2 separate regions of the Rattus norvegicus genome follow, and region 1 is linked to region 2. Evidence: chromatin contacts called from public Hi-C data. All regions are on one chromosome and are shown on one strand. Each heading gives the region's core, a stretch centred on a gene start, on an enhancer-like site or on the middle of the called end of the contact. The rest is flanking DNA. Distances are from core to core; before and after follow the strand shown.

Region 1 (5,727 bases), core at 1,672-4,171, 140 kb after region 2:
AGCCTTCCAAGTACGGTGTGGTGGTGTGCGAGGCTGACACAGGCCGCATTCACCGTTTTGTTGAGAAGCCGCAGGTATTTGTGTCCAATAAGATCAATGCAGGCATGTACATCCTGAGCCCTGCTGTGCTGCAGCGCATCCAGGTGTGTGGCATTGGGCTGCCGGGCGGGCTGGGCGCAGCAACCTCTCGTGTGTGGCCTGCTCACAAATTGCCCACTTCCACAGCTGAAGCCTACATCCATTGAGAAGGAGATCTTCCCAGTTATGGCCAAGGAGGGGCAGCTATATGCCATGGAGCTGCAGGGTGAGGCAGAGGCTGTAGGGTGAGGGGTAGTCTGTGGCTGGGCAGAGCCCTCTGATTGGTCTCTCTGTGCAGGCTTCTGGATGGACATTGGACAGCCTAAGGACTTCCTCACTGGCATGTGCCTCTTCCTACAGTCACTGAGACAGAAGCATCCAGAGAGACTGTACTCAGGCCCTGGCGTTGTGGGGAATGTGCTTGTGGTGAGGCCCTTGCCCAGCCTGTCGCTGATCTTTTTAGATTTGGGAGACAAATGACCCACTCTTGCTTTCCTCAACACTCTCAGGACCCAAGTGCCCGTATCGGTCAGAACTGCAGCATTGGCCCCAATGTGAGCCTGGGTCCCGGTGTGGTGGTGGAGGACGGCGTGTGCATCCGGCGGTGCACGGTGCTTCGTGATGCTCACATCCGCTCCCATTCCTGGCTTGAGTCATGCATCGTGGGCTGGCGCTGCCGTGTAGGCCAATGGGTAAGTCTATGAGCTGGGCTGGGTGGGCACAGGAGAGGGGAATCCGTGTGCCCCATTAACAAGGCTTGTCTCCCACCCCCAGGTGCGCATGGAGAATGTCACAGTGCTGGGTGAGGATGTCATAGTTAATGATGAACTTTACCTCAACGGAGCCAGCGTGCTGCCCCACAAGTCTATCGGGGAGTCGGTGCCAGAACCTCGTATTATCATGTGAAGGATATGCAGGGCTGGCCAAGCCCCCACTTTACCATTGGCAGGGTAGGACTCAGTGCTTCAGAAGGCTCTGGACTTGGTGCCACTTGTATAGGGAGGAGTGGATGGCTCTGAAGCTGTTGGACATCTACCTTCTGGTGGAGACAGAAGTGGACAGGATCCTGCTGGGCATAGCACACAGGCCCCCACTCCCTCAAGAAGCACTGGGCCAGGGCTGAAGGGAATAATAATTTAATGCTCACTGTGGCCTGGACTGGACTCAGGCTCCCTCCCACCAGTGAGGCTATGCACACACAGGCAGATGGGTGGGAGTGGTAAGAGCGAGGGTGATGGGGACAGGGCCAAGGGAGCTCATAAATAGGACTCGGACTGCGTCTGATGGTGGGTTTCCAGGACAGCCTAGGCAGCTGAGGATGTGGCACTTGTGCTGGCTGCCTTGTCCCAGTCCTCTACAGATACAATGGTGGCTTTGCAGAAGAAGCAGTCCTTGTTGTTCATCAGATGCTGGTTGATGCAGGCTCTACAGAGGGGAGGGGAGGAGTGCTACCGTGTGTCCTCACATGCCTCCCCACCTATTTGTCTCCATGGGGCCCACTTACTTGCAGGATTTGTGACCACAAGGCTGGAACACAGCAGAGATGGGGTGGGCATAGCAGATTGGGCAGAGGTCCTCCTCATTGGTGGGCTACAGGGTGAAGAGTTGGGGCCGGTTGCTCACACCTGTCCTGGTGTTTACAGATTATTAACATGACATGTACCCCTCTTATGCCCACTCACCAGGGAGGCAGCTGCTGCCTGGGCCGATGCCGCGGTCAGGTGAGCCAGCATCCGTTCCACCTGGGCCAGCTCCTCAGCACTGATGTAATCTGCATCTGGATTAGTAGTGGGTAGAATTAGGACCCCCGTAGTCCTAGAACTCAGTGCCTCTTGAATACTCCCAGACAGGGAATTTGCTATTGAGGATCCTGCAACTCTTTCCTGACCCACCCCTGGTCCACTTACAGCTCTGTAGAGAGAAGCGTTTCCGGTCAGGGGCAGGCAAGGCGGAGCCAGGTGCTAGGGGCTCTGGCTGCCCCAGGAGATAGCGTATAGAGCGGAGCTGGAAGCAGGGATCAGCCAGGAGCACAGATGTGGCTTGCTCTGTCCTGGATAGGGAGGGCGCATGGGTGTTAGGAAGGCTTTGAGCCTATATGGAAATTATCTCCATGTGGGGAGAGGAGACCCCCCAGGGGTCTCATTATTATGCCTTCATTCTTCCCACCTTACTGCTTACCAACCCTTTCAAGTTCTGGGTCCCACATGACCTGTATATCAGTCTAAAGAGAAAGGTGCTTGCTACCAAATATGACAAGTTGAATCTGATTCCCCAGAATAGGAGAAAAACCACTCACAAGTTGTCGGACTTCTGCATGAGCACCCACGTACACACAAATAAGGAAACCTAAGGGGAGGGGTGAGGATTCCACCTACCCCATTATACACTAATCTAATCCTTCAAGAACTGAAGACATTCTCCCCTAAGTCCTTCTGCTCTTCAAGAGGGAAGTCAGGCTTCCATTCAAGCAAACTGGGACACTGGAGCCCTCTGCTGGTCACACTGGCTTCTCAAGTGCCAAGGGACATGGCTGCTCCACCCCTTAACAGCAGGAGCCAATGGGAACTTGGGTCCCCGCCCCTGAGCGGTCATTTCCTAGCTAGTACTTAGGATCCAGTCAGAAAGCTCTTGGAGAAGCTAGCGGAGCTAGAAGGGCTGCAGCCCCACCTCACAACCCCAGACCAGAAGAGCAGGAGAAGCCAGGCTGGGCAGGTGGAGCCAGCATTGTGCCTCTCAAGCAATGGGCCATAGGGAACCACGATCAGCCTGTATAGAAGTAGGTGAGTCTTGGAGCTACTGACCTGCACTGAGCTGTCCCCATCTCCTCTCTGGTGGTCACTGCCATGGCCTGGTTGGTGCTACTGGGTCTACTACTGTGCATGTTGGGGGCTGGATCAGGCACTTCAGATTTGGAGGGTGTTCTGCCCCCTGATCCCCACAACTGCCCCAATAAATGTGTCTGTGCTGCCGATGTGTTGAGCTGTGCGGGCCGTGGGTTACAGGACTTGCCGGCAGCACTGCCTGCCACTGCTGCAGAACTTGATTTGAGCCACAATGCACTCAAACGCCTGCACCCAGGATGGCTGGCGCCCCTCTCCCGGCTGCGTGCCTTGTACCTAGGCTACAATAAGTTGGATGTCCTGGGCCGCGGTGTGTTCACTAACGCCAGTGGGCTGAGGATACTCGATCTGTCCTCTAACCTGCTGAGGAGACTCCGTACCTATGACCTGGATGGACTGGAGGAGCTGGAGAAGTTACTTCTGTTCAATAACCGCCTGATGCACTTGGACCTGGATGCTTTCCAGGGCCTGAGCATGCTCAGCCACCTCTATCTCAGCTGCAACGAACTCTCCTCTTTCTCTTTCAACCACCTGCACGGCCTGGGGTTAACCCGCCTACGCACTCTAGACCTCTCCTCCAACTGGCTGGGCCATGTCTCCGTCCCTGAACTGGCTGCACTGCCCACTTTCCTCAAGAATCGGCTCTACTTGCACAACAACCCACTGCCCTGCGACTGCAGCCTCTACCACCTGCTCCGGCGCTGGCACCAGCGGGGCCTAAGTGCTCTGCACGACTTTGAACGTGAGTACACATGCTTGGCCTTTAAGGTGGCAGAATCCCGAGTGCGCTTCTTCGAGCACAGCCGGGTCTTCAAGAACTGCTCAGTGGCTGCAGCTCCAGGCTTAGAGCTGCCCGAGGAAGAGCTGCACACACACGTGGGCCAGTCCCTGAGGCTCTTCTGCAACACCACAGTGCCTGCTGCACGAGTGGCCTGGGTTTCCCCGAAAAACGAGCTGCTGGTCGCGCCAGGCTCCCAGGATGGCAGCATTGCTGTGTTGGCGGATGGCAGCTTAGCCATAGGCAGGGTGCAAGAACAGCACGCAGGCCTCTTTGTGTGCCTGGCAAGTGGGCCCCGCCTGCACCACAACCAGACGCTTGAGTACAATGTGAGTGTACATAAGCCTCGCCCCGAGCCGGAGGCTTTCAACACGGGCTTCACCACACTGCTGGGCTGTATCGTGGGCCTGGTGCTGGTGCTGCTCTACCTGTTTGCACCACCCTGTCGTGGCTGCTGTCGCTGTTGTCGGCGGGCCTGCCGCAACCGTTGCTGGCCCCGGGCATCCAGTCCACTCCAGGAGCTGAGTGCACAGTCCTCGGTGCTCAGCACTACACCGCCAGATGCACCCAGCCGCAAGGCCAGCGTCCACAAGCATGTGGCCTTCCTGGAGCCGGGCAAGAAAGGCCTCAATGGCCGTGTGCAGCTAGCAGTAGCTGAAGACTTTGATCTGTGCAACCCCATGGGCTTGCAACTCAAGGCTGGCTCTGAGTCAGCCAGTTCCACAGGCTCAGAGGGTCTCATGATGAGCTAGACTGCCTGGGAGTCCCCACGCAGGCCATAGACCTCCTGCTGCTTGCCGTTGCTGCTGCGGTCTAGAGAACTGGCATGCTGCTGGGACGTACTGTGCCTGGTTCCACAACTGCATGTGATCTGTACTGGAACAGTTCTTCTCACTGGTAAAGGGGTTGAGACCCCCTCACTTGCTTCTTGCTCTGCCTAGCTCAGGACAAGGCCTCAGACTACTACAGCCTGCTTCCCCTAGGACCTCAGAGTGGCCAAATGTCCCATTATGATTATAGACCAAGCCAATCTGGTGAGAGCCCTTGTATCAGAGTCTTGGGACCACCCCCAGGAGTTAATGCAGACATCAGGGTGTGGTATGGTATGGAAAAGTCAAACATACACTGCCCCGCCCCACCCCGCCCAAGGCAGGAGATGGCAGTTCAGGAGACCCAGCTCCCACTCTATGACAGAAGGAGGAAATGAGCCCTCTACCTTCTGAAGAGGACCCAGTCTACTGCCTCCGGCCTCCTGGAGGCTGAAAGTCTCCTGTGGAGTCTGCTGGGCATGCATCCCTCCTACAGGATGCCCCTGCAGGAGTAGCCCTGCTGTCTTCAGCCAGAGGCAGATCCAGTCCCTTGGGCTCATAACCCAGCAGGAAAAAGCACAGATAGGTGACGCGTCTGGCTCTGGAGAGCAGAGGCCTCGCAAGGACTGGCACTCAACCTAATGGCTAAACAGAACCCTCAGTCCATGCCTCTGGCACTCCCACTGCAGGTGGTGAAGATGGTCTGAGCCTCTCCCACGATGAGCTGACAGCCCTGTCCTAGATGACTGCTAAGGCGTTTTGTAATAAAAGTGGTTCATGCTCACTGCTGGGCTTTCCCAGGTCGGTAGCTTTGTGTGCTCAGCTCTTGATCCAGCAGGATGGCCCTGACCATTAGAGAATAGCACATCTTCCAAGTTTGGGGATTTATGCCCCCTGCAGGAGGCGTGGCTGAAAGCTAAGACCTCCCACCCAGCCACGGGCAGTTGATGTTGACGCCTGTTAAAGCAGTTTACACATCACCTGGTATTCCTTGCCTCAGGGTCCCAAAATTGATTCTGATTTTGAGACAATTGGGTACCATGAGGCTCTGCCCTATCAGCCCCTCCTCAAAGTGCACACCCAGTTCCCACGAGAGCCAACAGTCCCCAGTACTCACTCTGAGGATGGACCGTGTGCCAGGAGGCGTACCAGGATGCCGGTCACTGCCACCAAGATAGGGTAGTGGTCCACACTCTCCAGCCCTAAGGGAGGGAAGGAAGAT
Region 2 (5,728 bases), core at 698-3,197:
AGCGTATTTCAGTTTTCTCTGCATGACTATCTTTAGACATGTTGACTATGGAATGCTGGAAGGGTGCCATGGCTGGCTTTGGGTTATTTAGTTATTTCTGGGCTGGGCCGTCCTACCCTGGGGATGGAGGAAGAGCACAAACTGTATTGGGAGCATGCATTAAGCCCAAGCTCTTGGTGGCCCTTGAGATGCTTCTTCCGAAGGCTGGATATAAAAGGCCTTCTTTTATACAATACAGAGAGGATTAGCATGGCCTTGTGCAAGGATGACACACAGGGGGGGTTGGGGATTTAGCTCAGTGGTAGAGCGCTTGCCTAGTGCCCTGGGTTCAGTCCCCAGCTCCAAAAAAAAAAAAAAAAAAAAAAAAGGATGACACACAGATCTGTGAAGTGTTCCATATTTTTTTTTTTGATGGTTTTAAATGATGCTTTAAGAAAAAAAGCTGGGAGGCTGGAGAGAGAGCTCAGTGGTTAAGAGCACTGACTGCTCTTCCAGAGGTCCTGAGTTCAAGTCCCAGCAACCACGTGGTGGCTCACAACCATCTGTAATGAGATCTCATGCCCTCTTCTGGTGTGTCTGAGGGCAGCAACAGTGTACTGATATATAATAAATAAATCTTAAAAAAAAAAAAAAAAGAAGCTGGCCACGATGGCACACACCTTTAGTCCTACTTGGAAGGCTGAAGCAGGTGGATCTCTGAGTTCGAGGCCAGTCTGGTCTACAAAGTGAGCTCCAAGACAGCCAGGACTGCACAGAGAAACTCTGTCTCTAAATAACAAAACAAAACAAACAAAAAATAGTCATCCTAGGATAATACCATCTCAACTCTGACAGGACGAAGGGGAGATGAGGCATTCACTAAGGCCATGTTAGAAAGGGGAAGGAGGCGGTGAAGTTTGTCCTGGGTGGGGAGTAGAAAAGGTAGAATTCCCCAGGCCAGACTGAATCCTGTTAAACTCCTCCCTCCCCAGCTCTCTTGTCCTCTGCTACCCTGGGACTCACAACTGCCTATGGCCACCCTGTGAAGAGTCCTCTCGAGCCCAGGTTCACTAACTAAGGAAGCTGCCTGGCTAAGAATACCTCTTCCTCCTCAGGTATTAAGAAGGTCCTCTTGCCACCAGACAGCGGCTGAGGCCCAAGTAAGGGAGACTCTCTCACTAACCCATCCTGGAAAGAGGGCTCTGAATTCCTAGGCGAGCGCTCTACCACTGAGCTAAATCCCCAACCCCGGGGCTCTGAATTCCAACCAACTAGAACTACATCTCGTTTCAGAGACATCGTGCCCACAAAGCAGGGTTCGGAGCAGATCAGAGGTGTCCTGGAAATCATAGAGGTGCCCTCTCCCATATGGGGACACTGGAGGAGAGGCATTTACCACCGTCACCCTCCCCTCCTGTCTTATATACGATTTTCACATCCTGGGGCCACAGTGACAGGATTAGAGCCAGAGGGCTAGGTCTTCACAGAAGTTGCCTCTAACTATTATGCCCTCCCCTCCCCGGGAAAGGGGGCGGAGTGTGTGTCAGACTCCATTAACCCTATGGCTCTTGGCAGACAGAACACAACACACCTTCCCCTGACACGTCTCAAAAATGGGCACATGGAAAGATGATTTCCTTTTTGGAGCCCCCCACATCACTCTGTCTTGTGTATTCCTGGTCTCCGTTCCCCACATGATGGACTGGTGCCTGACGGTGTTCAAGGAGCCAGATTGTCCTGCAGCGTTCTAACCTCAACCAGGTGGATTATGGGGGAATAGGATGGTGTAGGAATACCCCTTCCCTAGTCACTACAACAGCCTTCTCACAGCTGAAAAGAGTCAGACGGAGCTGGAAAGAAAGCAGGGCCTCCAACAGGGCTCCGCCCTAGCCCCACCCCCAATCCTGCCGCACCCACAGGGCCCACCTCTCTTCGACTTTGATCCAAGTAGCTGCGGCAGCGGCAGCTAGAAGCAGCAGCTGGGGCCCCAGGTGAAGTGATCGTGCCATTGTCGTGCCCGTGAGTCCACAGCCAGGTGCTCAGACCACAGGGCAGAGAGAAAAGTTGGGTTTGCCAGGGACCAGGGCAGTGGGTCAGCTGCCAAGGAGCTTTCAGTGCCGCTGCTTAACGCTGGTCTCAGCTCGGACCCAGAGTCTGGTTCAATCAAGTCCTGGACCTTCTGGGATTCCCAAGAGGCCCCAGCTCAATGGGGCTGCTTCTGCCGCTGCTACAGGCCTCTCTACTGCTGATGCTTCTTTTGCGGTTGCCGGAGGCGTCTACCAACCTGGACTGGCAGTGCCCACGAATACCCTTCGCAGCCTCCCGAGACTTCAGTGTTAAGTACGTGGTCCCCAGTTTCTCCGCGGGAGGCCGGGTACAGGCCACGGCAGTCTACGAGGACAGTAAAAATAGTGCGGTGTTTGTGGCCATACGCAATCGCCTGCACGTGCTTGGGCCTGACCTGCAGTATATAGAGAGCCTGACCACTGGCCCTATTGGGGACCCTGGCTGCCAGACTTGTGCGAGCTGTGGTCCAGGCCCTCATGGACCACCAAACGACACAGACACATTGGTGCTAGTGATGGAGCCGGGTTTGCCAGCCTTGGTCAGCTGCGGCTCAACCCTACAGGGCCGCTGCTTCCTGCATGAGCTGGAGCCTCAGGGGGAAGCCTTGCACTTAGCAGCTCCAGCCTGCCTCTTCTCAGCAAGCAATAACAAGCCTGAGGCCTGCACTGACTGTGTAGCTAGCCACCTGGGCACTCGTGTGACCGTGGTGGAGCAGGGCCATGCTTCCTACTTCTATGTGGCATCTTCACTAGACCCAGAGTTGGCCGCTAGCTTTAGCCCACGCTCAGTGTCCATCCGTCGTTTAAAGTCTGATACGTCTGGATTCCAACCAGGTTTTCCGTCGCTGTCTGTGCTGCCCAAATATTTGGCCTCCTACCTCATCAAATACGTTCATAGCTTCCACTCAGGAGACTTTGTCTACTTTCTGACTGTACAACCCATGGATGTCAGAAGCCCTCCCAGTGCCTTGCAAACGCGTCTGGTCCGGCTCAATGCTATAGAGCCAGAGATTGGTGACTACCGGGAGCTGGTCTTGGACTGTCACTTTGCACCTAAACGCCGTCGACGCAGTGGAGCCCCAAAGAGTCTACAGGCCTACCAAGTGCTTCAGGCAGCCCACTCTGCTCCAGTGGACGCCAAACTGGCTTTGGACCTGAGCATTTCAGAGGGCCAGGAAGTGCTTTTTGGGGTTTTTGTGGCTGTCAAGGACAGTAGCTCTGGCCCCAACTCTGTTGTGTGTGCCTTCCCCATTAACCACCTGGACAACCTGATTGAAGAGGGGGTAGAACGTTGCTGTCACCCTTCTAATTCTTCTCTCTTGACGAGGAGGAGAGGCCTTGACTTCTTCCAGACGCCTAGTTTTTGTCCTAATCCGGTGAGCAGAAAGAGCGGGCCCCTGACCTGTGAGTACCCTGTGGGGCTGAATACAGGTCATTTCCTTGCTGTCTCTGAAAGGGCCTGGGTGGGAGAAGGCAGTGGGGTAAGGCACACGAATTAACAGCCATCCCGGAAGCTTGCCCAGTGCAGGAGGCTGATCCCTATTGCTTCAGTTTGCTGTCACCCTTCCTGCCACCTGACTCTTTAAGGTGGTTTCCGTGGTTGTGTGAGGAGGAGCTTACATCAGTTACCTCTGCCAGCACAATTTCCAAATCCCAGGTTAAAGGATAGGCATCCCCTCCAACCTGTCCACCTCCCAGGCCCTCAGGGACGCAGAGAAAAATATATACAAAGCCAAAAACACATTGGCAGAGTCTCAGGAACACAACTGTTCACAGCTGCTTGACAACACAGTTTCACTTTCCTGGGAAGGTACTGTTTTGCTCTGCTTTGCAGAGAGGGCTTAGCAGGGTTGCCAGAGAACTCCTCCTCGCACACATACCCCCATAGGATTCCAGGGAGCCCTGGAAGTCTGAGGGCTTGTTAGGGAGCCAGTATGATCTGTGGTTCATTAACCCATTCTCCACACAGTCATTACAGGAAAAGTCTGGGACATAGTGGAAAGACCATTTTAGCTTGGCACTAGAAAGTTCTGGGAAGCCTCACCCCAGTCTTATGCAAGCAACGATAAGTAATTGAGGATGAATAAAGGCGTGGGAGGAGACAGTTGGAGTCAGTCCACCCCAGACTTTTGTCACTGTAGCCAAGTCCCTGCCCCAGGTAGGAGGTCTCTTGGCTGGTTGTGTAGCAAGTCAGGAAAGAACAGAAGAAACAAACAGTAAACAGAATGTCTTTAAAATGCTACTTTGAGGGGCTAAGGGCTTAATGAAAACTACCTCCTTGAAGCCATTCAGATAGTATCACCTAAGACTATTGAAAGGTTAATGGAAGAAGTTGAATGGAGCTTTGGATGAGCGGGACCTTCTGATGATCTAGCTCACAGTCACATTCTTGGAGTCTCTGGCCACCCTTGGTTCTGCTGTGACAAGTTTTTGTTTCCCCACCACACACACACACACACATACACCCGTCTGCCCCCAACACCCCTATTGGCCATACTAGGAACTAGGGACCCTTGGTTCTGCTGTGACAAGTTTTTGTTTCCCCACCACCAACACACACACACACACACACACACACACACACACACACACACACACACACACACACACCGTCTGCCCCCAACAACCCTATTGGCCATACTAGGAGTGCCTCTCACCTGCTGGTCAAATGCTCTCCCACTGAGCTACATCTCCACCCCCTCTCCTCTCTGCCTTTATAATTTTTAATTTTGAAACAGTCTCACTAAAGTCACCCAGGCTGGCCTTGAACTCATTCTCTAAGCCCAATCCATTCTCAAACTTTTAATCCTCCTGCTTCAGCCTCTGGAGGAGTGAGGTTCTTGGGCCTGTGCCACAGCCTGGCCATGGCTGCGATACCCTTGACTCATTCGTTTCCAGCTTCCATTAGTGGGGCTGTAAAATTTACGGCCAGTGTTGCAGTGAAAAGTCATTTTTCTTTAGAACTTAAAAGACCAAATCCAGGGCCTCACACACGCTAAGCCTCTACCACAGGGTATTATCTTCAGCTTTTGTTGTTGTTGTTGTTGTACGTTTTTGTTTTTTGAGACAGGATTTGCTATATAGCTAAAGCTAGCCTTGAAGTTGCCCTTGAACTCAAGATTTTCCTGCTTCCATCTCTCAAATGCTGGTATCACAGGCAACACCAGGCCTGGTGTAAATCAGTCTCTCTCTCTCTCTCTCTTTTTTTTTTTTAATATTTATTTAATGTGCATGAGTACACTGTAGCTATCCTCAGACACACCAGAAGAGGACATCAGATCTCATTACAGATGGTTGTGAGCCACCATGTGGGTTGCTGGGAATTGAACTCAGGACCTCTGGAAGAGCAGTCAGTGCTCTTAACCACTGAGCCATCTCTCCAGCCCCAGTCTCTCTTTTTTTTTTTATTACTAAATATTAAACCCATGGCCTTGAATATAGAAGTGTTCAACCGCTGAGCAACATCCCAGCCTTGAGGTGGGGCATCCTTAGCCCCTTACCCTCAGCAGAGTATATTTAGGTTGAGAAGACCTATGAGTAAGAACATTTGGACTGAACCTAGACAGGAAATCAGAACCTCTCCCAACTTAACTAGTGGCGAGAGGATCACGACTGCATAGTGCCAGGCACCAGGAGGACTAATCTTAGGCCCTGCCTATGGGCCCTAGGTGTGGAGGTATGCC

What was found. A called contact is a pair of places that touch in the nucleus more often than the background predicts.
Region 1: a contact with region 2 is called in a Hi-C map of Schwann cells, with 10 times the contacts expected there. The contact joins the promoter of Amigo3 here to the promoter of Mst1r in region 2. A contact is called at or near these places in 12 of 12 Hi-C or Micro-C datasets (the A7r5 cell line, the Rat2 cell line, Schwann cells and 7 more).

Annotation. Positions count from the first base shown.
Region 1 is chr8:117,617,578-117,623,304 of GRCr8, forward strand. It overlaps Amigo3 (adhesion molecule with Ig like domain 3), which reads left to right and starts at 2,922. Exons shown (of 1, transcript NM_178144.1): 1 at 2,922-4,448. The coding sequence starts at 2,922. The coding sequence ends at 4,448. Rnf123 (ring finger protein 123) reads right to left here. Exons shown (of 39, transcript NM_001191580.1): 35 at 5,623-5,707; 36 at 1,986-2,128; 37 at 1,761-1,855; 38 at 1,583-1,668; 39 at 1,199-1,503. The coding sequence ends at 1,383. Gmppb (GDP-mannose pyrophosphorylase B) reads left to right here. Exons shown (of 9, transcript NM_001108781.2): 5 at 1-143; 6 at 226-304; 7 at 377-504; 8 at 588-770; 9 at 853-1,460. The coding sequence ends at 984.
Region 2 is chr8:117,474,021-117,479,748 of GRCr8, forward strand. It overlaps Mst1r (macrophage stimulating 1 receptor), which reads left to right and starts at 1,948. Exons shown (of 20, transcript NM_001412199.2): 1 at 1,948-3,421. The coding sequence starts at 2,186.